Regions from separate parts of the Ovis aries genome. Here regions 2 and 3 are each linked to region 1. The links are chromatin contacts, called in public Hi-C maps. All regions are on one chromosome and are shown on one strand. The core of a region is the stretch at or near the end of the contact, and the rest is flanking DNA. Distances in the headings are between cores, read along the strand shown.

What was found. Hi-C and Micro-C count contacts between places; a contact is called where the count stands out from the background.
Region 2: a Hi-C map of muscle shows a contact between it and region 1, with 9 times the contacts expected there. The contact joins two enhancer-like sites. A contact is called at or near these places in 10 of 16 Hi-C or Micro-C datasets (hypothalamus, liver, mesenteric adipose tissue and 6 more).
Region 3: a contact with region 1 is called in a Hi-C map of muscle, with 7 times the contacts expected there. The contact joins the promoter of CCDC15 here to the enhancer-like site in region 1. A contact is called at or near these places in 3 of 16 Hi-C or Micro-C datasets (liver, muscle and tail adipose tissue).

The regions. Positions count from the first base shown.
Region 1 is chr21:26,339,866-26,342,565 of ARS-UI_Ramb_v3.0, forward strand. It overlaps PKNOX2 (PBX/knotted 1 homeobox 2), which reads left to right. Exons shown (of 14, transcript XM_060404255.1): 12 at 979-1,055; 13 at 2,166-2,344. Among named protein-coding and RNA genes, the nearest start is that of TRNAW-CCA, 28 kb to the left of the region's middle. Within about 2 kb of position 1,431, at least 8 of the 54 cell types and tissues checked have an H3K27ac peak or open chromatin away from gene starts, as enhancers often do. A contact at or near this core is called in muscle, where this site is marked.
Region 2 is chr21:25,981,446-25,984,145 of ARS-UI_Ramb_v3.0, forward strand. No RefSeq gene overlaps it. Among named protein-coding and RNA genes, the nearest start is that of TMEM218, 18 kb to the right of the region's middle. Within about 2 kb of position 1,441, at least 4 of the 54 cell types and tissues checked have an H3K27ac peak or open chromatin away from gene starts, as enhancers often do.
Region 3 is chr21:25,867,384-25,870,083 of ARS-UI_Ramb_v3.0, forward strand. CCDC15 (coiled-coil domain containing 15) reads left to right here and starts at 1,289. Exons shown (of 16, transcript XM_027959292.3): 1 at 1,289-1,317; 2 at 1,942-2,130. The coding sequence starts at 1,951.

The DNA of each region.
Region 1 (2,700 bases), core at 181-2,680:
GCGTCTGCTTCCTTTCACTGGGTGTTGTTGAATGTCACTGACGTCATGACATCATTTGTGCATTAGGTACATGTGGAGGGCGCTGGGAATACATTAATAAGACGAATTAATACGAGCTGGTCTTTGCCCTCATGAAGCACAGGTTGAGAGACAGACAAGCATGGAATCAGTGCAGGGACTGAAGGCCCTGGCCCGCGTCCTCACTCGCCCCCTCCAAAGACACTGACTCCATGTCACAAAGTGGCAGTGCATGGTGATGGGGGCTCCTGGGCCACAGTCAGGAGAACTGAGTTCCAAGCTGCTGCCACCCTCTGGGGGACAATGGAGATGGTTCTTCAGTTTCCTCATCTGTAAAGTGGGAAGAACAACCCCTAAGCTGCCCCTTACTGAGTTTTAGTGAGGTGCTCTTATTAAGTGAAGTTGGTGCATGAAAGCATTTCACAGGCTGTAAAATATTATACAAGTTGTAGTTGCCCTTATATTTATCTTGTCTCCTAGGGTGCCTACATGAATCTGCACACAGAGTAGATACTCAGTAAATGTCAGTTAGTGTAAATTAAACGGATTCATTCACCCCATTTACCACCTTCTGAGAGTCCCCTGGGCTTTGGAGGCCACTGTAAATCCTAATGCGGATCATGCTTGACCTGCCCGCTGTGGGGAGGATGTGGGCTGGAGGATGTGACGGTGCTGTGGGAGCGACCGCTGTTGGACTGTACCGGCTCCTGGGAGACCACTTGGGTCCCCACCAAAGGGGGGCTGGGCCGAGGGTGGGTGGCCCTCCTTAGGCACAGAGCAGCCTCCCTCGAGGCCAGCAGTCCATTCTTTCTGGGGAACAAATGTTAACTTTCCCCTGTTTGGGCTTCCAAACCACTGAGGCTGCCTGCCCGGGACGCTGCCTGTGTCGTAGGCATGGTCTCTAGGGGGACCAGGTCACCATGTGCCCACCCCTCACTAGCTCTTCACCTCTCATTTCAGCACCCCTACCCCACGGAGGATGAGAAGAGGCAGATCGCAGCCCAGACAAACCTCACCCTCTTGCAAGTGAATAACTGGTGAGTTAGCATTGCCTGCCCAGAGGCTCTCAGACCCAGGGGCCACTTGCTCGGCAGGGGGATGCACAGCAGGGGAAAAGCTGGGAGTGCCCAGCTCACTTCAGTCTGCGCCCAGCCACCGTGTCAGCCCTCCCATGTTGGCTGGAAACAGAAAGCTGAAATCCACACCTATAGCTTCATCTGCAGCTTCTCAGCGCCCTCTGCTGGGAAGCTGTGTCAAGAACATCACGGAAAACGAATAGACACACAGGGTGGCTGCATCTCAGGCCCCCAGGCCCCCAGGGGTTATCTGCTCCACTCACCACCTGTGTAAACAAACAGAGCTCAAGCTAAAACATTCTGCAGAGCTGGGAGCCGGAAGGAGGGAGGAGGCAACAGGCCTGACCCACAGGGCTCCCGTGCTCCCTCCTCTGTGGCTGGCCAGGGTGTCACGGGAATCTCAGAGGGCAAGGTCTGGTGGGTGGGAGTGGACTCTTGGCCCCCCAGAGAGAGGTCAGAGGTTAGTGCTTTTAACTAAGGAGCTCTTCCTTCACTGTTCAGTCCTGAGGGGTCTGGAGCAGATTCCCAGGCCTTCTCACATGTTCATCCCAACTTGTGGTCCCCAAGCCCCTGGTGAACGCATAAGCTCCTCGGTGCCCAGGGCTCATCACTGCTGCGCTTTTGTACCCTGGACCAGACCCCCAGTCTGCTCCATTCGAGGACCAGCTGGTGGAAGTCCAGAAGCAGCTTAGTGCTCTCTGCACATGTGGGTACACCTGCACACCTGCACGCCTGCTCACATATGCATACATGCACGTGTGCACATACAAGCTCACATGTACACATCCATGTACACAGACCTGCACGTGCACAAATATGCTCACACCTGCACACATGTGCACACGCATGTGCGCCCATGCACACGTGTGCACACACGCATGAGTGTGCACGCACAGAGGACATGTGCATACACGTGCGCCCGTGCACACTCACACACATGCTTGCATATATGTGTGTGCACTTGCACACATCTGCACCTGTCACGTGTACATACACATATGCTCACACCTGCGCACACACATTCCCGCCCCCCAGTGGTGGCTAACCTGTCTCCATCTGACCCCGGGGCAGGTTCATCAATGCCCGAAGACGCATCCTGCAGCCTATGCTTGATGCCAGCAACCCCGACCCTGCCCCCAAAGCCAAGAAAATCAAGTCGCAGCACCGGCCCACCCAAAGATTTTGGCCCAATTCCATCGCTGCAGGGGTGCTGCAGCAACAGGGCGGTGCCCCAGGGACAAACCCTGATGGTAAGACCTGGGGCTGAGGGTACTCTAGAGCCTGGGGTGGGGGGATGGAAGAGGGGCTCCTGAAGTTCCTACGAGTGCGGCTGTGCAGAGTCAAGGATTGAACGTCTACTCACTTGAGTGACAGCGTCAGCTCTGTCACAATAGTTAACTCTCCTGATCCCTGCCAAAGGATGTACGTAAGCCTGAAAGAAGGGGATTTTTTGGTATATATTTTAACAAGTCAAAAGCAATCTCACCAGGATGAGTGGGAGTCCACTGGTGGGCATCTGAGTCAATGGCTGCTCAGCAGAGCCCCCCTCCTCACCCCCACACCCACCCAAAGTGTCTTAGCACCCATCGGTGTCTTCACAGTCCCC
Region 2 (2,700 bases), core at 191-2,690, 360 kb before region 1:
AGGCTGGAAAAGGCAAGGAAACAGGATTCTTCCCTGGAACCTCCAAAACCTTGATTTTAGCCTTGGGAACTCATTTCAGATATCTGACCTCAAAAGCACTATAAGTTAATAAATTCGTATTGTTCTAAATTACTAGTGAAAAAAGTGAAAGTGTTAGTTGTTCAGTCGTGTCCGACTCTTTGCCATTCCCTGGACTGTAGCCCACCAGGATCCTCTGTCCACGGGATTCTCCAGGCAAGAATACTGGAGTGGGTTGCCATTTTCTTCTCCAGGGATATTCCCAACTGAGGGGTCACACCTGGGTTTCTTGCATTGCAGGAAGTTTCTTTACCATCTGAGCCACCAAGGAAGCCCTCTTTACTACTAAGTTTGTAGTAATTTGTTACCGCAGCAATAGGAAAGTATTACACATCCCCAGGATAAAAAGGGGCCAATATCAATCTGAAGATGGCAAAACCAGAGAAATCCTCAAAGATTTAAAAAAAAAAAAAAAAGTGGAGAGGATGGCCATAGGGCATTTAGCAAATAAATGCCACCAAACTCCAAATAAATGTGTAAGGACCCCGAGTTCCCTGAGGGCAGGACCTGGGCTAAATGCACATCTTTTACACCAGTGGTCCTAACCTTTTTGGCTCCAGGGCCCGGTTTTGTGGAAGACAATTTTTCCACGGACCAAGGGGCTGGGTGGATGGTTTCAGGATGGTACAAGTGCATTACCTGTATTGTGCACTTTATTTCTTGGATTACTACATTAGCTCCACCTCAGATCGTCAGGCATTAGATCACAGAGGTCAGGGACCCCTGCTTCACAGTATCCAATGTGTGTGAGGAAAACCAGAAGATGAACTTTTCATTCTGTCTGTGCTGCTGGGCCCTGGTTTTGATCCCTGCTGTCATTTCTTAGGTCCCAGGAAACTGAGGCAGGAGGGTGTGTGTTGAGTGGGTGGGGAGGGGGGCTTGGAAATATTTTCCTTGAGTAAACAGCAACTGATGTGGCTTGTAGAGACAGAGGTCAAGAAACGCACACACATTCTTGCCCTGTGGCTTTGGTTCTTCTTGGCGCCTCTGAAAACCAACCCAAGTATCCATTTTTCCAGGCAGGCAGTGCTGAAGAGAGAGATGGTCGTGTGTGTCCTTGACAGTGAATCCACCAGTCGCTCCATCAGTGAGGAGCTTTACTTGAGGGGGAAGCTGAAGTCTTACAGTGCAGGGCCCCCAAGCCAGAGCTGATCAGTGAAGCTGTCCCTGAGTCCATGTGGCTTCTGATTGCATAGCCCTGGATTCCTGAGATTCCAGATTTTGCAGTAGACTCAACTGCATTTCCTTGCTACTTCCTGCCTCCTCCCTTTTCCTTTGTTTTCACCTTACAGGGCAACGTGGTAAAAGACAGTGAAGAGCTGAGACTGCCTGACTTTAGTCCTGGTTCCTGTTTAACTAACTCCTAGCTGAGTGACCTCAAGCAAACCACCTTGCCCCTCTGTTCCCTGTTTGTGAAATGGAGGTATTAAGAATACTCAAGAGTTGCTATAAGGATGCCGTTAGTTAATACTTAAGAGGTTCTTAGAAAAGTGCCTTGTACGTGTTTGCTAAATACAATAAAAATTGTGAGTTCAGCAGGTAAAGAAGAGAATATTCCCAAGTATCTGGGCTGGAAATAGAGATGAAAGGTTGAATTCTGTGGGTGATAAAATCTCTTCCAATCCTGAGTTTTTATGCTCCTGTGAGGATAATCACTTCTTCAGATTCATACCCATGGGGTTCCCATTCCCACGTCTGGGAAGTTGCTCCTACGTGGTAAGAACCAAATATTTAAAGCTTCATGCCAAGAAGTCCTGATAAAATGTTTTTTATTTGTACTAGAAATGTTAACTGGTTGAGCTTCCCTGGCAGCTCAGATGGTAAAGAATCTGCCTGCAGTGCAGGAGACCCAGGTTTGATCCCTGGGGAAGAAAGATCCCCTGGAGAAGGAAATGGCAGTCCACTCCAGTATTCTTGCCTGGAGAATCCCATGGATAGAGGAGCCTGGTGGGCTACAGACCACTCTGGTGGGCACAGAGTCGGACACGACTGGGTGACTAACACCTAAGTGTTAATTAGGAATTCTTTAATGAGACCTTTACCTGTTTTGGATATGGGTCAGAGGAATGGTGGGTGTAAGTAGTTAGGAAATAATAAGCCAATGAAAAAATAAGGAGTTGCCTGAAAGCCAGAGCTGATCATTAAACTGTTTGAGAAACGAGATACCAGGATGCCAGTGCCAAGTGGGAGCCTCGCTACTAACTACTTGCGCAACTTTTACAATCCCCGAATCTCTCTGCTTGTCTCTCGCCTGGGAAATAACTGCGGCACGTTTCTTTTGTGTTCGCATTTATTTTTGGCTGTGCCGAGTCTTTGTTGCTGAGTGGGGGCTACTCTTCGCTGGGGCACCAGGACTTCTCATCGCAACAGCTTCAGCAGTGGCACACGGGCCAACTGAGCGGCACATGGGCTCCTTGCTCCGCGGCATGTGGGGTCGTCCTGGATCAGCGATTGAACCTGTGTCCCCTGCATTGGCAGTCGGATTCTTTAACCACTGGACCACCGGGGATGTCCCCACAGCACGTTTCTTGACCCATCGATGCAAATCAAAGCAAAACAAAATCGTTCAACTGCAGCAACGACAGGACAGAGTTGATAGAAAAGTCTGTCTCAGAGAACAGA
Region 3 (2,700 bases), core at 39-2,538, 470 kb before region 1:
TGTTCACTTTGCTTGGAACTTTTAGAAAGCTCTCCAGTGAAAATCGGCTTGTTCCGCTAGTCCATGGAAATTTGCATTGGAGTCTTTGCTCAAAATTACCTCAGTGAAGCCTTCTCTGGTCATCCTATCTAAAATTTCATCTCCCCTATCCTCTGACACACTTTTTATCCTCGTCCTCAGCTTTTAATCTACAATGCTCATCACCTAGACACATTTGTTTATTTATTCATGAGTCTATGCTGTTATTTCTCATCATCACTTCCATGAACAAGGGATATTTATCTGTTTTGTTCACTACTATACATTCCCAGTGCCTAAAACAGTACTGGTATATAAAAATCTCTCAATTATGATAAGTTACATGAAAGAACGCATGGGTATCTCAAAGGGATAATGAAGTGTCCCTGGGTTATACCAAAGTTTGGAGCAGACAGGGAGACCACTCAGGAGGCTACCATATTTATGCATAAGAGCATGTATGATATAGCACTACTAATGTAAGCAGGTGTATAAAGGATGAGCATGATTGACAACTGGCTTGAAAAGTGTTAGTTGCTGAGTCCTGTCCAACTCTTTAGGACCTCATGGACTGTAGGCTGCCAGGTTCCTCTGTCCATGGGACTTTCCAGGCAAGAATACTGGAGTGGGTGCCATTTCCTTCTCCAGGGGATCTTCCCGAAGGGACTGAACCTTGGTCTCTTGCACTACAGGCAGATTCTTTATGGTCTGAGCTGCTGGCTTAGTTCATTCCTGAAGGAAGCCCTGCCAGGCCCGCCTTCGCCCATCCTTTTCCTGTGCTTCCTTCAATTAGGCCCCTGGCCAGCTCAGTTATGGGCTTCTCTGATGGTTCAGTGGTAAAGAAGCCGCCTGCCAAGGACACCCGGTCCGATCCCCCCTGTTGGGAAGATTCCCTGGAGAAGGAAATGTCAACCCACTCCAGGACTCTTGCCTAGGAAATCCCACAGACAGAGGAGCCTAGCGGGCTACAGTCAGTGAGATCGCAAAAGAGTCAGACACGACTTAGCAACAACAACACGCTCAGTCAACCCGCTTTTCAGCCCAAAACACTCCTTTTCCTGAAGATGCCGGACGTCCCTGGTGCTGGGATATTCGAGGCACCGCCGGCAGACCCACATTTCTGCTGGCCGGTTTCCCAGGCGCCGTGTGGACCCACCCAGGCCGCACCCATTCCACCAGCATTCACAAGTCCCGCCCCCTCAGCGAGACGAAGCGGAGGTGACGCACATCGGGAGCGCTAAACCCCGCCCCTCACGCTTTCCCAGTCCCCGAGAGATGACGCAAGCCCGGTAGAGGCGGGTACGAGGCCGCCGAGGAGCGGGGTGGGGCGGCGCGGCGCGGACTTCCCCAAAGCGGCGGTTTACTGGCGGTAGTTACCTTAGTATCCACGTTAGCTTGAGTTGTGGCCGGCTGCGATCGATACTACTAGGCCGGTGCAGTCTCAGCCAGAGTGTGACCCCGAGGCCTGAGAAACAGGATTTTCTCTGGTCCGGAACTCCCTGGCGATCAGCGTTGCCCCCATAACCGGATACCAGTTATTTGAACTTTCGTCTTCAGACCCAGGTTCCCACCCCGCACCCTCCCAGTCCCATCGCGCTCCCGCTGCTACGCTCTTTCCTCCCTTTCCCATGTCGCTGCGCCACCAATGGCACAGTTTCCTCCTCACAGTCAGGTTCTTGTTTGACCCCCGCTCTCCTCCGTGTTGCTTTTCGAGGGCGATCTTGAAACTTCCTTCCTTTATAACACTTATTTTGTATCTTCCCTTTTCCCTTCTTTTCCCCCTTCCTTCGCCAGAATCTTAGTCAGAGTACGGCCTCCTGCAAGGCTTCCCTCATTTTCAGAAGTCTGTGGCACAGGTGTTAGGGAATTGAGTTTTTAAGGTGGTCGTTTTAAGATTTTGAGCTTTTCCTCTCTCCTAACCAGGAGTCATAGATGCCAAGAAGTATGGCCCCCCTCAAGAAGCCTCGAAATACCACGAAGTTGCCCCTGGCTTTAAACCCCTTGAAGAGCAAGGACGTGTTGGCAGTGCTGGCTGAGAGGAACCAGGCTATAGTACCCGTTGGGGCCTGGGTGGAGCCTGCCCCACCAGATAGTTCAGAAGTCCCGGCAGCTGTGAGTGTCAGTTTGATGCCAATGTGGTGGCATCTTTCTTTCCCTAATTCCTTGTGCTCGAAAAAGCAGTCTGGGGATGCCGTTTGTATTCCGTCATAAATAGTTATGGTTTTGCTTTAGGGTTATTGAACAAGTATGTAGTTGTTAATTATCATACAAAGATGTTTAGTTGTTTCTAAAATGTGGTACACTCTTAATCTTTGGTTTACACTTGAAAGCCGCAATTTGGAACCAGTCATGCACTTCAGGAATATGTTTGGTAATCTCAAGGTGAGGGCAAAAGAGGGCAGACAGACAATGGGAATGAAGGAAAGAGGCGCCGGTTGCTTCAGTTTGTCTGGTCTTGAGTTAACCTGAGTCACTTGTCCAGACTTGATATATATATATCTCTCCTTTGGAACTGTGTTACCTAATTATTCATTGATACTTGTACATTCTGCTCTCTGGTACATATGTTCTAGAACAGTTTATGGGACAGATTTTTTGGAACTCATAATTTTAATTGGAATTTAATTTCACTTGATTTTGAGAATTTAGAGACTGTGAAATAATTTGAGGCACCCCTCAGAA